2 separate regions of the Oryzias latipes genome follow, and region 1 is linked to region 2. Evidence: chromatin contacts called from public Hi-C data. All regions are on one chromosome and are shown on one strand. The core of a region is the stretch at or near the end of the contact, and the rest is flanking DNA. Distances in the headings are between cores, read along the strand shown. Region 1 holds the start of cxadr (coxsackievirus and adenovirus receptor). Region 2 overlaps cxadr (coxsackievirus and adenovirus receptor).

What was found. Hi-C and Micro-C count contacts between places; a contact is called where the count stands out from the background.
Region 1: a Hi-C map of embryo shows a contact between it and region 2, with 1.9 times the contacts expected there. The contact joins the promoter of cxadr here to the enhancer-like site in region 2. A contact is called at or near these places in 4 of 5 Hi-C or Micro-C datasets (embryo, fibroblasts and gastrula embryo).

Annotation. Positions count from the first base shown.
Region 1 is chr14:22,617,975-22,621,472 of ASM223467v1, forward strand. It overlaps cxadr (coxsackievirus and adenovirus receptor), which reads right to left and starts at 1,328. Exons shown (of 7, transcript XM_004076636.4): 1 at 1,132-1,328. The coding sequence starts at 1,183. btg3 (protein BTG3) reads right to left here. Exons shown (of 5, transcript XM_004076637.4): 5 at 2,762-3,498.
Region 2 is chr14:22,582,145-22,585,444 of ASM223467v1, forward strand. It overlaps cxadr (coxsackievirus and adenovirus receptor), which reads right to left. Exons shown (of 7, transcript XM_004076636.4): 7 at 761-3,187. The coding sequence ends at 2,905. Among protein-coding and RNA genes, the nearest start is that of cxadr, 36 kb to the right of the region's middle. Within about 2 kb of position 2,002, at least 2 of the 8 cell types and tissues checked have an H3K27ac peak or open chromatin away from gene starts, as enhancers often do. A contact at or near this core is called in embryo, where this site is marked.

The DNA of each region.
Region 1 (3,498 bases), core at 78-2,577, 35 kb after region 2:
AACAAGATCAACATCTACATGCAGAGATGTCCTCAAGCAGTCAGTCCAGACACACTTATTTATGGACAAATGGGCTTTATCTTCCTCCTTAAAACCTGGGAAAATGTGTTATCAACCATCGCCGACCGTCACTGTAAACCAGAGCCATATTTTTACAGCTTAAGTTTCATGACTATTATTCAGAGTGGGAGGAGTGACCTTGGAGTTTCAGTCTAAATTCCAGTGCAGAGCGGACACACCCTTCCTCTACATAATTCAATTATATCTCAAACACATTTAGTCCAAGCTGAGGAAAACAAACCAGAAAATCCAATTACAAACTCACTTCTTTTCTATTGCCGTTTAAAAATCACAAGATTTGAACAAACTGGAGCGTACCACTTGACTTGGTCGAGACCATTCATATTAATTAAAAAAAAATTAGTACAAACTAAAAGTAAAGCCCCAAAAGCCTTAAAGTGTTTTATTAGAGAGTCTGCTTCCAAACGGAGGAGCTTAAACTGTAAGCAGATGAGAAGAAAAGTCAGAACTTTGAAGCCAAGAAGCTACAGGTTTAAGAGCAGGTCAATCCATTGTTCTACCGCCGCTCGATACGCTATTTTCCGACGCTGAGAGCCTGTTCCTGAAGGCTCCTGGAGCTTTAAAGGATGCCGAACCGCAACCGGGGACGGTGTGAAAGTCCACCGGGGGAGCGAACCAAACCCTTCTCGCTCCCTTATCGAATACATGTTCATTCAGATTAATAACGAAATGAACGGTTCGGTTTCTTAAAGAGGTGGAAAACATTTGGAGTAGTTTAATGAGGATGAAAACCTGGGGCTCAAGTTGCCTCAACTTAGTTTGTGGCCGCTTCGATCCACAACCGTACGACGACTCTGTTGTTTTTGCTAGCCAAAACTGACCTAGGATTAAACTTCCCCTTTAGAGACATTTCTACAATATTACAGAATGATTTTATTAGATTATAGCAAAGATGTACCTTATTTTGTTACGAGTGATGTAAAAACAACCCAAAGTTCTACGTGTTTTTAACAAAAGGAACGACGAGACGTGAGCGGCTAACGCGATGATACCGCACTGACCGTCACCGTTTGACTGAAAAATTCATCAAGTCCGCCGTTGGAAACTTACCTGCCAGCAGGCTCAGCTGTAACACGCACAGACACAGGGTCGAAGGCGCCATCTCTGCGGAATTTATGTCGGCAACACTTTCCAAAACTTCTACGGAGGAACTTGTGGAAAACACCAGCACGGACGCGAGCCCAGAAGCATCCAAACTGCACTCCTCCTCCAGCCGCTCTTCTTGCAGGTGCACAGCGGAGCGCCCGAGGCGGTCACGTGACACACGGCCTGGTAATAGACGGACGGACGCCCCCTGCTGGTGAGAGCGGACACATTATCAATCAGATCAAATTACTTTCTATCATAAATAAATGACAAATAACGCGTTTTTGACGTATTTTATTCATTTGTTTAGCCTTAAGAAAGAAAATACGGCCTTGTTTTTCCATCACCAGTGAACATTTAGACTATTGAAATGAGACTCATAATAGTACACCATTGTTTTAATTATGGGTAGGACGAATCCACATTTTTTTCTGAGAAGACTCTCTTGAGGATTTTCCATGAATCTGAGGTGTCATCAGTTATCTCCTCTACAGAGATTTGCCGCTCAGCAGCTTCCTATGAGAATAAAGTCATGCTTGCTTTGCTAAATTCTTTAAATGCTGCAGTCAAACTGCAAAAAGGGATTTTTGTATTATTGTCGTGTTTACTGCTGTTAGTACAGCAGTGTAGCCACGGTCACTTTATATTGAGTTACATGACCTTTAGAGGCAATCAAACCATTTCTGTGACTGTCAGACAGAGACTTCTGCACCTGTTACCAGGTATTTTTGGTCCACTCCAGCTGTCTCAAGATGGAAGGAGGCCTCTTCCAGACGGCATGTTTCAGCTTCCTTCGCAGATGTTCTGCAGGTTTTAGATGAGGAACGCCACCTAAGTAACAAATCCCTCATGGTTTGCCTTCAGCTATTCTTAGGTGATTTAACTGTGAGTGCTCTAAGTCCTGTGTTGGTACTTTATTTAAAAGTAAGAACATTTCACTCCAGAGAGCCATGATAATATTTCAGGACACGTATAACTAGATGCAGGATGGAGCCCTGACCATGACTAGGCTTCCTCCATGTTTCCCTGTAAGGGTTGTCCAAACTCTTTGCAAAGAAAGCCGTTTGGCCTGCATTCTTCAAACCCTTATAAGGAAAGGCAAATGACCTTTTTAATGAAAATATTTTGGAAATTGGAAAACTTTGCATTTATAACCGAATGATATCTAAATAATTTTTTTTTACCAAACTTACTGTGAATCTCATATTTGTGCAGATTTCTCCACAGTATTCAAATTTTCTGGAATCCTGTTTTTGTGGGTTTCATGAGCTGGAACCACAAATAAATGCTTAAAACCAATGAAACAGAGGGCCCTGAATCTGGATTCAATGAAGGAAGAATGTTTTGGATGGAATTATGGAAATGAATACACTTTTCCATGATATTTTTTGGAAAGGGTCTGTGGTCTTTACACTGAATCTCTTTTTGTGGTCCATTCTCAGCGTGTCGCACAACACGCCATCAATTTTGTCTGCAAATGTACCAGAAAACCATTTGATGGCTGGTCTTGAATTCTGATTCATAGAAGTTCTGTTTAAACGACACCTGGTGGTGTAAAAGAGCAGAGCTGTCGATCATTTGAGATTTTTAGTCATTGATGTGAACAGTTACAACTTTATTTCTTTTATTTCCTAAAAAAATGATGTAATTTTTATCAGATAAATAATCAACATTCATCTTTCGCTGCTAAATGTTTGAGGATCGCCACAGGATAATAATTATGTTCTAAAAATCAGCAGAGATCAGAGCCATGACTTGATGTCAGCAATATTTTTCCAGCTATAGAACAATACAAACCAGATGTGAGGCTGGTGGATGAACGTGATGCACTGACACCAAATCATGTTCTTTGAAGGAATAAGAGAAGAGGGTAAATATATTTCGAATACATTTTGACACAAAAGTGAGTCTGGTACACAACTATGACAAAGATATATCAAAATGAAAGTCAGTCCTCCTAAAAACACTTTCCACCTACAGATTATGAAATAAAACACTGGCAGATAGTACACACACACAAAAAAAAATTCTAATTCTAACCCAACCTTTTTTTTAAACAACCAAACATTAAAAGAACATTTATAAATTTGGCAAAATTGCCAATAAACATTTCAAAATCGATCATGACCAGCTGCAAAAAACACAACCTCTGTGTTCCGTCCACATCAGATCAGCTGTTTTTATGTGGAAAAAAAACAAAACGCCACTATCATGCATCAAACCGTAACTTACAACAACCTGGTGGAATGTGACTTCAACCACAAAACCGCAAAGTGAAGAACTACCCGTTATAAATCACCCGTTATTTTAGTTTTCAACCACTGCAGGTCA
Region 2 (3,300 bases), core at 752-3,251:
GGGTAGGATGGGGAGGCTTGAGTCGGAGAGAAAAGGCGAGGTCACAAGCCTCAGAGTTCACTCCCACCTGCAGATGGCACACTGCCCGGATGTTGATGAATGACTGTCGTTAAGCTGTTGGGAAGTCACCTCACCTGCAGTAGGAGGTGAAACTGGACAGTTGACATAAGACCCACTGAAAATGGCGTTTTTTTTCTGATGATGGAAAAAGAAAATGAAGGTCAAAATTACATTTCTGATTGTTTTTTTATTTTAATCATTATGAATCAGGAGCGGTTGAAAAAAACAGGAGTTTGAAAAAGCTTACGGCAGGAAAACGGGTCACATTCTGATGCATCCACTTGCATGTGGCGAGATCCGTGTACGCCTCTGTTTTCCTCATCTGGGTCTAAACTGTACGGCTGGATGGCTCCAATATTGCTCGCCACTTTTGTTGCACCGCTAATGTTAGGTTGGGGGTGTGAGGGGCTGTCAGCTACCAGGAGAGAGCGTAAACCGACGGGCAATGGGAAGTGGGGGCGGGGTTGCTCTGTGACAACAGTCTCACCCACATCTCTGAGGTGAATTTCTAATGAACTCCTGCCACTCTGCAGAAACTATGTCCTTATTTTGGCCAAAAACAACAATCATAATGAAAACACTAATGGGAACACTTTGAAAATAGATTAAAACAAAGATCTGAGAGGAACTAGAACCAGTCAGGGGAGCTGGAGGATGAACTCCTGGAGAGTCCTGCTTTAGAAAAGATGTCAAACAAATGTGAGTTTTAATGAATTTTATTTCTGAAAAATACAACACAAAAACAAACAGTGAGGGTACCTCAAATTAAACCTTCATACAGTATTAGTGCGTTCTTTTTCAAAGCTGCTGTTAATATGGTTAATAGCATTTACAACATTGTCTTAGAGCTGAAAGGACAGTAACAGGATCAAACCATTTCCCAGCAGGAGGAGAATAAACTTCATTTCTACAGGAGGCCCATTGTTGCCTTCATGTTCGGCGTTTCTACATTCACGCTACACTCTCGCCTGCACCGCTGCTACAAACAGGAGACATGGCAGACACTGCCGTGACCTCCTGCAGGGCCTCATCCAGACTCAAGGAACACAGTACAGAAACGTTGACGCTCCTTCAGTGGCAGGAAAGGTCATTAGATCACTCTTCCATTTAAAATAAAGTACATCACTTATCAAAACGACACAACAAAACAACAAGCAGAACAGACAGAAGTTTTCAACCGTAAAGCATAAAGTGAAGCTGAAGTCTGAGGTGAGGAATCAGAGAGGAGAAACCGCTTCCTCAGCAGCTTCACTGTGCAATGATAATTATTGCTGTCTGAGACACTGATGGCCATGAAAAATGCTGCTACTGCATGGAGCAAACTGGCTGATTTGCCGAAACCAAACTCAAATGGAGCAACAAGGCACAAAAGAAGTGATTAAAATCCAGCTGAGCGGAGGTGAGATGAGGGAAGGTGAGTAAGGCTGAGAGTACGGACAAAATAAGGCAGAAATAACAGTTTGTCCATATTTGCTACTATAGCATTGAATGTAAGGTAGAGAAACGATCCATTTATCTGGGACAGGGACAAAAAACCAGAACAGCATACTGACCTTAAACTTCAAATGAGAAGAACAGTAAAGCGACTTGGCTGCACAGAAACAGGAAGCAGAATTCTGATGCCCAGCTCATTCATGGCAAACTGTGGGAACTCCATTAACGTCCTTCAACAAAACCTCCAATTAACATAAGCCTCGAAAGGTTTCATATGGAGCGCAGAGAAAAGATTAATCGAGATTATTTCCTGTAGTGCTTTAACAATTCCTCAGGATTTCCTGCGATAAATTCAGACTCCATGCTTTAGTGAGCAACTGCCTTGAGGCCGTTTGTTCTGGTGGTCACTGGGATTGGCGGCCTTTCAAACAGTCAAACTTGATCATGGCGGATTGCTCAGTGAACCCTGTTATCCAGCTGTCCAGGTTACTCACTAATATCCCCCACCCCCCCTGTCTAAACTTTCTGGGTGGAGCTAAGTGGGGGGTGGAGAGGACAGACATTGGTTTGGCCTCAGCTTGATCAAAAACAAAAATAATTGACTTAATCAGTTGGCCTCCAGGACAGAACCAGCCATTTAAGACCCTTTGTGTCCCCCCACCCACACCGACGCAGGCTGTGAATTTGAAACAGCAACAGTCCAGCCGACCTACAGGGGGTGTCTCTATTTCTGTGAGAGTAAATCCTACTTTGTTTTCCTGAGTTTTGTCTAAATGAGGGTTTGGATCTGAAGTCTGATCATCTTCTACATTATAAAAAACAGAGTCCGTAAAGCAGTAAAGGTTGGGGCGTACGTCAGATGATCGCACCGCTGACAAAAAGGAAAAACAACCAAAGGGATGGTCTTCAGAAAACAAAGTCCTAAACACGTTTAAAGTCTTCTACTCAAAAGCAGCTGCAGTTCTCTATGCACACGGTTGCAGAGTGCAGATGAGGGCCTGGCTTTGTTCAGAACAAACAGCATATCTACAAGAGACATCTACATAAAAAAGCATGCATTTGCTTATATACAATATAGCTGGTTTATCAACATTTCACTTTGTGTCAACTCGAATTCATTGTAAATTGAGAAACTCCTGACATAAAATGCATAAAATTCATTTTCCTCCCCCCCCCTCCAAGGTATTTATTTGAATTTCATAAAAAGTTATTGATCTATGATGTAATTCAATGAGATGGAGTCTCTAGTCAACACAGCAGAGTAAGGTCTTCATAGGAGGTTGGTACTTCATTTGTAGCTCCTAAGAAGCAGAGAGAGACGGCTCAGCGCTTCTCCATCTTCATTTGTCTGTGTCCTCCTTCAAGCCCCCCCCCCCCTAATCCAGGGTCCCTCACCCAAAAGACGGCATGCTAGACAATTGAGCCATCTCTGGTTTGGGCCGGGATCATGACAGGGACGCCGCCCATGCGGCTGATGTTAGCCCCAGCCATCCTGGTTACTGTGGGTGGGGGAGCAGGGTTGTGGCTTGGAGGCCTCTCGAACTCCTCTGATAAGGGAACCTTGTCGTACTGGGACTTTATGTGGAACTCTGAGATGTTGGAGGGCGACATGGATCCAAGAGAGGAGCACTTGCTGTTGGCGGTGAGGCTGCGTGCCATCGAAATGCGACTTGAAGGAGGGGGCACGTCCTCTCTGAGAAGGACAGACAGACAGAACTTTAGCATGGAAGGTCATTCTGGTATCTAATGAAACGTCTTCATAGAAATGAGCAACATCACAAACTGCTGCGTTAACCCTTTAACCTC